2 separate regions of the Dromaius novaehollandiae genome follow, and region 2 is linked to region 1. A link is a contact called in public Hi-C data. All regions are on one chromosome and are shown on one strand. The core of a region is the stretch at or near the end of the contact, and the rest is flanking DNA. Distances in the headings are between cores, read along the strand shown.

What was found. Hi-C and Micro-C count contacts between places; a contact is called where the count stands out from the background.
Region 2: a Hi-C map of ovary shows a contact between it and region 1, with 4 times the contacts expected there. The contact joins the promoter of CLUL1 here to the enhancer-like site in region 1. A contact is called at or near these places in 3 of 4 Hi-C or Micro-C datasets (brain, liver and ovary).

The regions. Positions count from the first base shown.
Region 1 is chr2:118,392,392-118,396,872 of bDroNov1.hap1, reverse strand. No RefSeq gene overlaps it. Among named protein-coding and RNA genes, the nearest start is that of YES1, 10 kb to the left of the region's middle. Within about 2 kb of position 2,657, at least 1 of the 2 cell types and tissues checked has open chromatin away from gene starts, as enhancers often do.
Region 2 is chr2:118,500,063-118,505,032 of bDroNov1.hap1, reverse strand. CLUL1 (clusterin like 1) reads left to right here and starts at 3,659. Exons shown (of 7, transcript XM_026122830.2): 1 at 3,659-3,761. The coding sequence starts at 3,659.

The sequences.
Region 1 (4,481 bases), core at 1,408-3,907:
TATTCCATTGTCCATGGAATGAATTGTAACTGATGGGATAAATACATAGATTTATCAATCTTCTCATAATAATGGGACAATGTTAGTTAATAACTCAGAAACAAATGTAGTTAAAGGAAAGAAGAAAAATATTAATGAAAGAAAAATATATGGCATTGAAGATTACATTAGTGTGGCTCACATGCTGCTTCCTTCAGCTTGTTTTTCCTTTCACTTTTGGTTAAAGTGGGTTTTCCAGAGCACAGGAATTTGCATATCCTAGTCCTAGTTCTTTCAAAACAGAGCCTACTGAAAATCAGATCGTCTGTCCTATAATTTCACATATTTTTGCTTTTGTTTTCCAAATGAGGAGAAAAATAAAACACGGAAAGTTCCAAAATATTTTGGTTTTGAAATGTGGGACATCTTTGACGCATCATTGTAACACACTAGAAGGGACTCTATTGTTCCTTATGGAAAATGTAATCCATCCAGGACCCCAGATGACAGGGAAATTGAGGGACCCAGACCATGACAAACTCATGGCCAGTAATGACAAACCATCCTGAAGCAAAACACTTAGATTCTTTTTGACAGTTCAAAACATTCTCAATTCGCTTTTATTTTCCCAAAGGGACATCACATTGTTTTGGCATAACCAACTTTTTCCTGTGGAAAAAGTCAATATTACAGAAACCGCTTTTGTATTAAAAAACATGGACAGAAAATTCTGGAGCAGTAATAAGGAAAAGGAGTCAAGCCAAAACCGAGCACATTTGAAAATGTTCTCCCTAGAGAATATTATGGTTGCTCCAACCTAGCAGTAAGAATTGTATATCACCTCCCTGTTTTACTCTAAGTATAAAGGTAAATATATTTCATACACATTGAATGTAACGTGATGAAATTCATGTGGTATGACTTAGTGTGTTTCAACACATTTAAAATATGATGTTTCACAGAGGCACTCAAAAGCTATGTTTGTTTAAAAAATGTAAAAAGAACTAATGTGGAAGACCTAGGCCTTTGAGGTGAAAAATCACATATGAGATTTCACAACTGTTTTGCTAGGGCTGGGCATTTTTTAAAAACTCTGAACTCTGCTTTTGGAAAAAAAGATCCCTGGCTACAAAGCAAAAGCTTTGTTTACTTTTAGCTTTAGAAACATACAGCAAAATTCGGTTTTATTTGTTATTCAGAAACATACTGCTAAATTCAGTTCTAACAGAAGGCACAGAAACAGTTTTAACAACAACTGTAAGTACTTTTGGGAGAGGTATGGGATGATGTACTTTGGTCAGAGCTTTAGGATATTGGTAGTTAAGATATCTTGCCAGGCCATTTTGTACTCCCTGGCTTTGTAAAAGAGGCCTCGAGTCACTGACTACACAAAGAGGCTGCAAAGTAGAAGAGAAGGCTTTCTATAGACTTTCTATAATTGATGGCTGTCTCAGTGTCTATATTTCAGGGCAACTGTTGGTTTAAACATGACAAAGTTTGTCCTGCTTCTTTTGTATCAGGGCAAGCTTCATCCTGACAACAGTGGACACAGGACAGAGCCTGTGTTTCCCATTCCCCAAGTTAATCAAGTGCTTTGCTGAGTATAATAAACACGTAATTCCTTGCATTTGAGAGTAGGTGTGACTAACAGATCAGCTAGTCAAGCACTCTGAATATCACCGCCTCTCAGATTTCCCGCAGCTACACCACGGTTGAGCCCACGAACTTGTATTAAAGTATCCATATTGATCAGAAGTGACTTGAGAGAGGGAGAGCCACTGCTTTGGGTGACATGGGCTTCAGGGAGTGACAAGTATAGCCAGTGACACCAGACCATGAAGAGTGCAGAAATGAACCACATCAGAACTGTGCCTGGTATCTGAGTGTGACTGCCTGTTGGTACGCAGATCATTTGGTCGGCTGTATTACATGATCATTTCTCTAGTCCTTGCAGGCACCTATCATTTTTTTGTTCTTTGTGTACAATTTTCAAGATGGGTTGGTTGTCCCCAAAGTGGGTCTATTAGGGACTTTCTTAATAAGAGCTATAATCATGTAAATGACCTGTGTTAGTCAGACAGATGTGAAATAATCACTAACAATTCTGAGCTTCATCACACCCATATAAATTCACAGTTAACTATTGAAGCCCAGAACGTCATTGCAGACGTATGCTGGTAAAGCAGAAAATGCTTGGCTTGCTTCATGCTGTTTCTGAGAATGTCTGAGAAGCCAAAGTAAAACAGCAGAATGAATTTCATAGCCCATTGCTTCCCTTTGGAGCACTTGGGGCTCTTCATGCGCTCAGAGAAAACAAATTACAAATGGATCCTGCTACGGTTTGAAAGGAATTTTAAGTGCATTAGTTTTTTTTAGCCAATGTCAACTGAGAAACAGTTTTGTTTATTAATGCATTCAGAGTGTTTCAATATATTTTTTCTCCCATTTTACTGCTCTGGATTAAATTTTTCCTGTAATTGTTTTGTTAGACGTTTCTGCAGGCAGCTATTGCTGCAATCAATTTCTTGTTTGCTGTTGGCTCTGGATTTAATAAGATGCAACTGCACCCTCTTGTGGTTGCTGATAAGTAGATTATTTTGGTTTCATGGTGCCCCTTCTGGTTTATTTTTTTGGTCAAATGAAACAAAAGCAAATAGCAGAAGTGCCCTGAGGCCACACTGCAGCAAAGCTTCCTGGAGAACTTCAAAAATGAGCTGCAACTTAGGAATGTCTGAACTCTGACGGCCTCTGAAGACAACCGTCTGTGGGGAAGTCTTTCAAAGGTGCCCTGGGGAACTTCTCTGCCCTTGACTTTTGTGGGAGTTCCTACCACAATATATTCTGCAAGAAAAACAGACTTGGTTTGGCTACGTGCATCAAAGGTATACATTTAGAACTAACTTGGGCAATAATTCAGTATTAGGATCCAGCACAGACTTGCAAAGTAGTTTACATTTGTTGCCTATATGTGCAAATCCCGTGAACCCTGCCTGTGTGCACTAATGGAAACACTGCTTGTTCTTGCATGCAAATATGCTTGTGAAGGGAGTAGGTTAGGCAGCACATTAAAGATTTAACTTTGAAAACTTGTAAATCTCACCATGTCATTTTTTCAGCCATTCCTGCAAAGACTGTATTTAAAATGAGTGTATTTAAATTCATGAATGCATTTAAACTCTGGGCTCTGAGCACTGGTGATAGGGGAAGCAACAGCAAGAGCTCCCTCAACTTGGAAGATGCACACTGGCAAGTCCAAGTCCCACCATGCAATATAGGGGCTCACAGAGATTCAGACAATAGTTCCCTTACTAAGAAAAGAAAAAAAGTAGACAAGAAATTCATTTTTCCCGTGAAAGACACTCAGACTCTCTTTTTATTTGTTACTAGTGTGAAAACAATGAGTTTCTGCCAGAGATAAAATCAGGAAATTCAGAATTTTGTTGAAATAATAATTCATCATGTCATCCGTAAGCAGATATGTTCACTGAGAAAAAGGGTAATAATACAAAAAAAGAGCAAAGCATTGTGAGAATACCAGTTTTCACAGATAAATTTCAAAGAAATAATATTGAAACATTTTGTATAATTTTAATAGACAAAGCATTCTGATGAAATAAGCTCCCATTTAAGGACCAGCTCTTTATTATGGGGCACAGTGCTGATATTCTTTCTCAGAACAGAGTTAACAGAGAGCCTGGTGTAATCTCAAATCTGGAAGAATTTGTCTTACTCTCTGCAAATGGTTAATTAAAAAAAAAGGTAACAGTTATAAAGCAATTTGATCCACTGCTCTATGTAGAATTTAATTAGGTAAGTTGATTTGCATTTTTATGTCTGAACATGTTCTTACACTGCCAGCATGTTTCACTGAGCAGTGGAGCACAACCCATTGACACGGCCAGGTGGGGTAATTCAAAATGCTGTTCCAAAAGTTGCATATAAGGAATCGTGGTCAAATATTGCCTTTGTGTTACCTGTGGCAGAGTTTCTGCCCTTTTTGTATTTCCACACCAATCACTGTATTTGAAGTTTGTATTTCTACTTGCTTTTCTGTTGTGCTTCTGCTCTGTGCTTTACCTGGCACTTTGTATCCGTAGAAAGTATAGATTTCTGTATTCAGTAATACGGTACTTTACACCAGATGAGGATATAAGCCTTGTTTTAGTATCTCTGTAGGATATTTACACTTGTCCTGTATAGCTCTATTTTGTGTATTTAACACAGAACTGCAGGAAGACTGGCCCTGAGCTGGCTGACCCAAGACGAACAGTTATGGTTGCAGGTCTCTCGAAGAGACAGCTCACACGGCCCAGCCGGCTTAGCACTCTGTGGGTTAGCACAAAGGTAAAAAAAAAAAAACAGGTCAAATGCTCTCATGACTGTTGACATTGTAATTTCGTTACGCCTTTCCACGGGGCATGCAAGTACGCACTGGCGGATGGGCAAAAATGGGAATGAGCACCCACGTGCGTGGGAAAACTGCTTCTTGGATCTCAGCATGA
Region 2 (4,970 bases), core at 2,410-4,909, 110 kb before region 1:
GCGTGATGCTGTAAGTTAGGCACACTGGTTTCATGACTTCAGTTGGTTTCAGGTTTACATGGAGCACAGTGCAGACAACCCTGATCTGGCATTGCCTGACCTACCTCCAGACTGTATGGTTGTATCGCCTTGGCACTGAGCTGTAGGGCTTGGGAACTTTGGTATGCTGTCACCCTAACACAGCTGTGCTACTTTTGAGACCTCAGCTGTTATCTTTGCATGCTGCTGCACAACTCTCTGTGAATGTACCAGCCCAGTTACAATTAGTTTTCTCTCTTTCGTATGGTATGTAGCTTAGACTAACTCCAGCTAGCTAACTTAGGTTACCTAAGCTCCTTAGTCATAGGTCTTCCAGCATGATTCAGAGCATTTTTGGAGCTTGCCTCTCCGGACTAAAGAAGGAGCCTTGGTTCCTAACTTCTGCTACTCAGGTAAAGCTCAGAGACAGACAGAATACAAACTGAAGGAGGGCTCCAACAGCCTTTGAAATACAGAAAGAGAAAGTGGAAACCACTCAAGGGTTTCCGCTCAAGAGGAACATAACTTCAATTCCTATAGCCTTAAGAATCATACTAATTGTTAGCAAAATTTTATGCAAGCTTAAGATTAGCCATAAACCCCCACACAGTAAGTCCCCACTAGGATCTAATTTCAATTGAAAGCAGAGGAACTAACGATGTGCTTACAAATAAAGCTAATTAAGATTCTGTAGAACTGGGGACTATTTCATAAAATAGTAAGAGATTTAATGTCAATATATAGCACTGCATGACTCATAGAGACTAATAGGTATAGGTATTTTCAACCTCATCATTATATGACTAGCCTATATCAGATAGAAATGTGAAAATATGTAGTAGGAAACAACTCTTTCGAACAGCAAATAATTATATAAACATATAGCTGGAAAAAATCCTTCAGCTGATGTATAACACAGGAAATTCCATTTCAACATACTTCTTGATTCTTAATCCTGCCAGGTGGAATGGATCAACAAAAAGGGAGAAGTCACAGTATAAAAAAAAAGTTATACACTTGGGGAGGTCAACAAACGGGATGGCAGGAAACTCCACAGTCCAGATACAACTCCCATCACTAAAGTTCAGTTAGGTTAAAAGCTTAATGTGTATCTGAATCATTACAATTATTTCAGTTTGAATTTATCAATATCTTGCCAAAAGCCTATTTTACTGAAACTATTTTGAAACTGTTTCCACAGTTTTTTCCCAATATATACATTCACTTGCAGTGAAAGACTGAAGTCTTTGTTAGGATTCATTACACATGCAGGCTAATCATATGCATTTCAGAAGTATCTGTTCCAGATTCTCTCCTTTTGTACAAATATATTTTCCATTTACTGTCTATCTTGAGCCAAGCATAAGGCCCAGGCAGTGTCAGCAAGAGAGCTTTCCCCTTTTATTTCAGCCAAAGCCCCAGAGTTGCTTAACAGATAGGTCTGTTGGGGCTACTCCTGGTCAATGGACTTGCAAAGTCTGCAAGGGCTTTCTTGGTATTCTCACAAAAGAGAACTTGAAAGGTTTTGTGCAGTAATAAATCTCGGTCAAGAAGCTGGCAAGATTTCAGTAAACCAGCAAATCATATGTATCAAAACAAAAAACATATTCCCCCTCAACCCCATCATTTTCAGAAAATGAGAGTGGAGCTATCTTAATTTGTATCTGTCAAACTGGATTTTCAAAGGAGTTGAGGGCTTGCAGTTCCCATTAGTTACAGGTTCTGAACTCTTCCTGATATGTGTCTAAAAACAAACCCCCCAAAGCTCTTGCCTAAGCAACATTAATCGTTCTGGATTTTAACCATCAATAATCAATCAGTTCTTATGAACTATGAGTTAAACAAAAAAAAAATTAGGATATTTTAAAATTAATGTTACACAACAGGAGCTACAGACATCTTCCCTTTGACCTCAAGGGAGTATTATTGCTGAACATTACAAGGTGGGATATGGCCTAATAACAATACTGTGTATATTTTACATCAGGCAACTGTTATTATTTAAATATTTCATTTTTCAGCATCTAAAATGCCATGCACGTTCAGATTCCAGACATATTGCATGCACACACATGGATTAACTGAAGAGAATCATTAAGGGGGCAAAACCCCAAAACATTAACAAGTTTAATGATGTACAAAGTACCAAGATTTCCTTATCTCATTTCAGACTCTATACAGATCCAGGCCTGTATCTGGGTTGCTGAATTCTTTTGATTTCTGTATCTTCAGAAGGTACATGAAGAAGGTTGTTATGTAATCCAGTGTTTTTTATAGCAAATTAAAATTACACTGAAGAGATTAAATGTTGGAAGCTAATTTTAGACAAACTAATTGTAATAATTTCCCTAAGAACATAAGCTGCAGATGTCTCCTAAGGTAAAAATCAAGACGATTGAAGAGCTATTAAGAAAAAAAGCTTCTGACTACAGAAAAAAACCAAATCTATATTACATTCTATTATGTAATAATGTCCAACACTCCCCCTAGTGGTTTTGCTTATATGGATGAGTATGAAGACCCATACACTCAGAAATCCTCTAGCCTAATGGCAAAATGTCCCGTTAATAGGATTAAGTACCTTGTCATCAGATAAGTAGAACATGGTAAAATCCCTGACACTCACAGCAATTAGATCAGAACACAGTCTGATTCCTTCCTGACGCTGGGAACAATTTTACAGAGGAGGTGTTTCAGTATTAATGGTAAATATGTTGTTTTTTACTTTTCTTTGGTAATTCGTTTGTATTTCTTGATGAAGTTAATTAGTCGTTTGCTATACATATACAATGTGCAAGTAAATCTAGAAGTAAATCCAGTTTACAAATAAACCCAGGCTCTTAATTTGCATATACATTTGCAACTGATAACTATGTCTTCAAGAAGACTATACTAGCTAATGAATAGGAATGTAAATACTGTGTTCACTTAATCAGATGAGAATTATAAAGCGCAGTTCTGTGATTTCTAAAATACAAAGCTCTCTCATCTAACTGCTCTTGAGAGGGAAATAAAGCAAACGGCATTTATTTCCTTGATTTTGTAGGAATTTCTTCCAATTGCTGACGTGTATATTTATAAAATTGATTTATTTTCCAATTTCTTGGCACACCTATTGTTGTCTTTACTATATTAAGTATTGTTCTGAAAAACAATGAAGGGAGTCACATGTTTGGAGACACAGAAAGGAACTACATTCTAGAAATTTTCTTTTGTAAATTTGGCAATAATGTCTAGTACGTATACATTTATATCATGAACTATCAGAAAGAGTGAAAGTTATTTAGTATGAGATCAGTATTTATGTGCATTTCACAAGGTAGAAAGGAAGTAGATTAAGCTGCAAAAGCTCTCAGTTTTATAGATATATATCTTGATTCTATTATACCACTGTGTAGTACAGTGGTAATTATCTAGTTAGTCCAAACTGATACACTAGAAATTATGTCAGGCTTCTTCTTCATTTGTTTTCACTAGCAGTAGCTTTTAGGTGCATATTATAGATCACAGAAACCATAATAAAAGTTGAAACCAATGACACCTGTATTATACTTAGTAGCTATTACACCTAGGCATTTGAAACTCATTATGAAAATGCTGACATGTAATTGCATCAACCCACTTTTTTAACAGAGAGAACATGAAGTCCTGTTGGTTATTTCTAATACACATGCTATGGCTGAGTGGTCATCAGTGTGCACCGACAAAGCAGGAGGAAATGAATATCCGGGAAAACCTGAAGAGTACGTATGCTTTTCTTATCAGCGGGGTGCTGGGAGCTCCTGGGCCCAGGTCTGTGGTCAGGCTTGCTGCAGCGTGCTGAGTTCCACACAGGTGCCTCAATGGAGCCAAGAGGATCTACTGCCATGTGTGATGTGTGAAGCTTAGAAACTATGGCCAATTTTTGCTGAAGCAAAGCATCCACACACAACAGGGAGATTAGAAAAACCAAGACAAGAATGTCAAAGGATTAACAGATAAGCTTCCCTCTACAAAAAAGTATTTACAGCATTTTCATATATCATTTGGTCCTTCATAGGTTGTAGAGTATAAACTGAAAACAAAATATAATCCAACAGATTTTGAGTTCTTTTGCTCATTTAAGTAACTTTTACAAATGCTTATTTTAGAATTGTATGCTTAGCTGGAAAAGGTGGTTATTACAAATAATTGAAATAAAATGACTCAAGTTAGAGAAAGCAGCTATTTTGCGTTTACTCACCTTTGAGCATGGCTTTATTTTGTAGTAGGTATCCCAAGAGGATCAGCATGAAATACTCTTTTGCTTCGGTCTACTTTATAGTATTTCTGTGGCAAACAAAAAGTTACGGGAGAGGAAGAAAGATATGAGTAGAGAAATGAATGACACACGAAATGCTTTCGGAGATCTTGTGGTGACGTATTTTTCACTTCTTTTGTACAGTTCCAGTGATATTCATGGTACTTCTGTGCAGGAAATAAATGCAGATAAAGGATATGCAGAGCTACAAAGTGCAAAGCGTGGCTGAACTTAGCTTTTCACCAAAAATCTATGGTCATTGCCACATAGGAAGTCTAGAAATTACATTTTTATGAAAGAAAGCTGAAGGCTCCTGTATTCTCAAAGCATTAAGGGAAACTGACATAGTTTGCTTTCAGATTGAAGATCAATATATAAGATATGTCATTAGGAAGCTGAAGAGTAACCCTCGGAGATATTCGAAACCCAACCAGATGAGGTCCTGAGCAACCTGCTCTAGTTGACCCTGCATTGAGCAGAGAGGTTGGACAAGATGGTCTGCAGGGGTCCTTTCCAACTTCAACTGTTCTGTGATCCTGTAATCTGAAGCAGGGCAGTTGAGGGTTAGTATGCACAGCTGATCACTGGTGAAGGCTCTGGACCAGATTCTTATCTGATAGAAATTGTCTTGGCTCCATGTTACAACATTCACTGTCTCAAGATATTGCTCTGT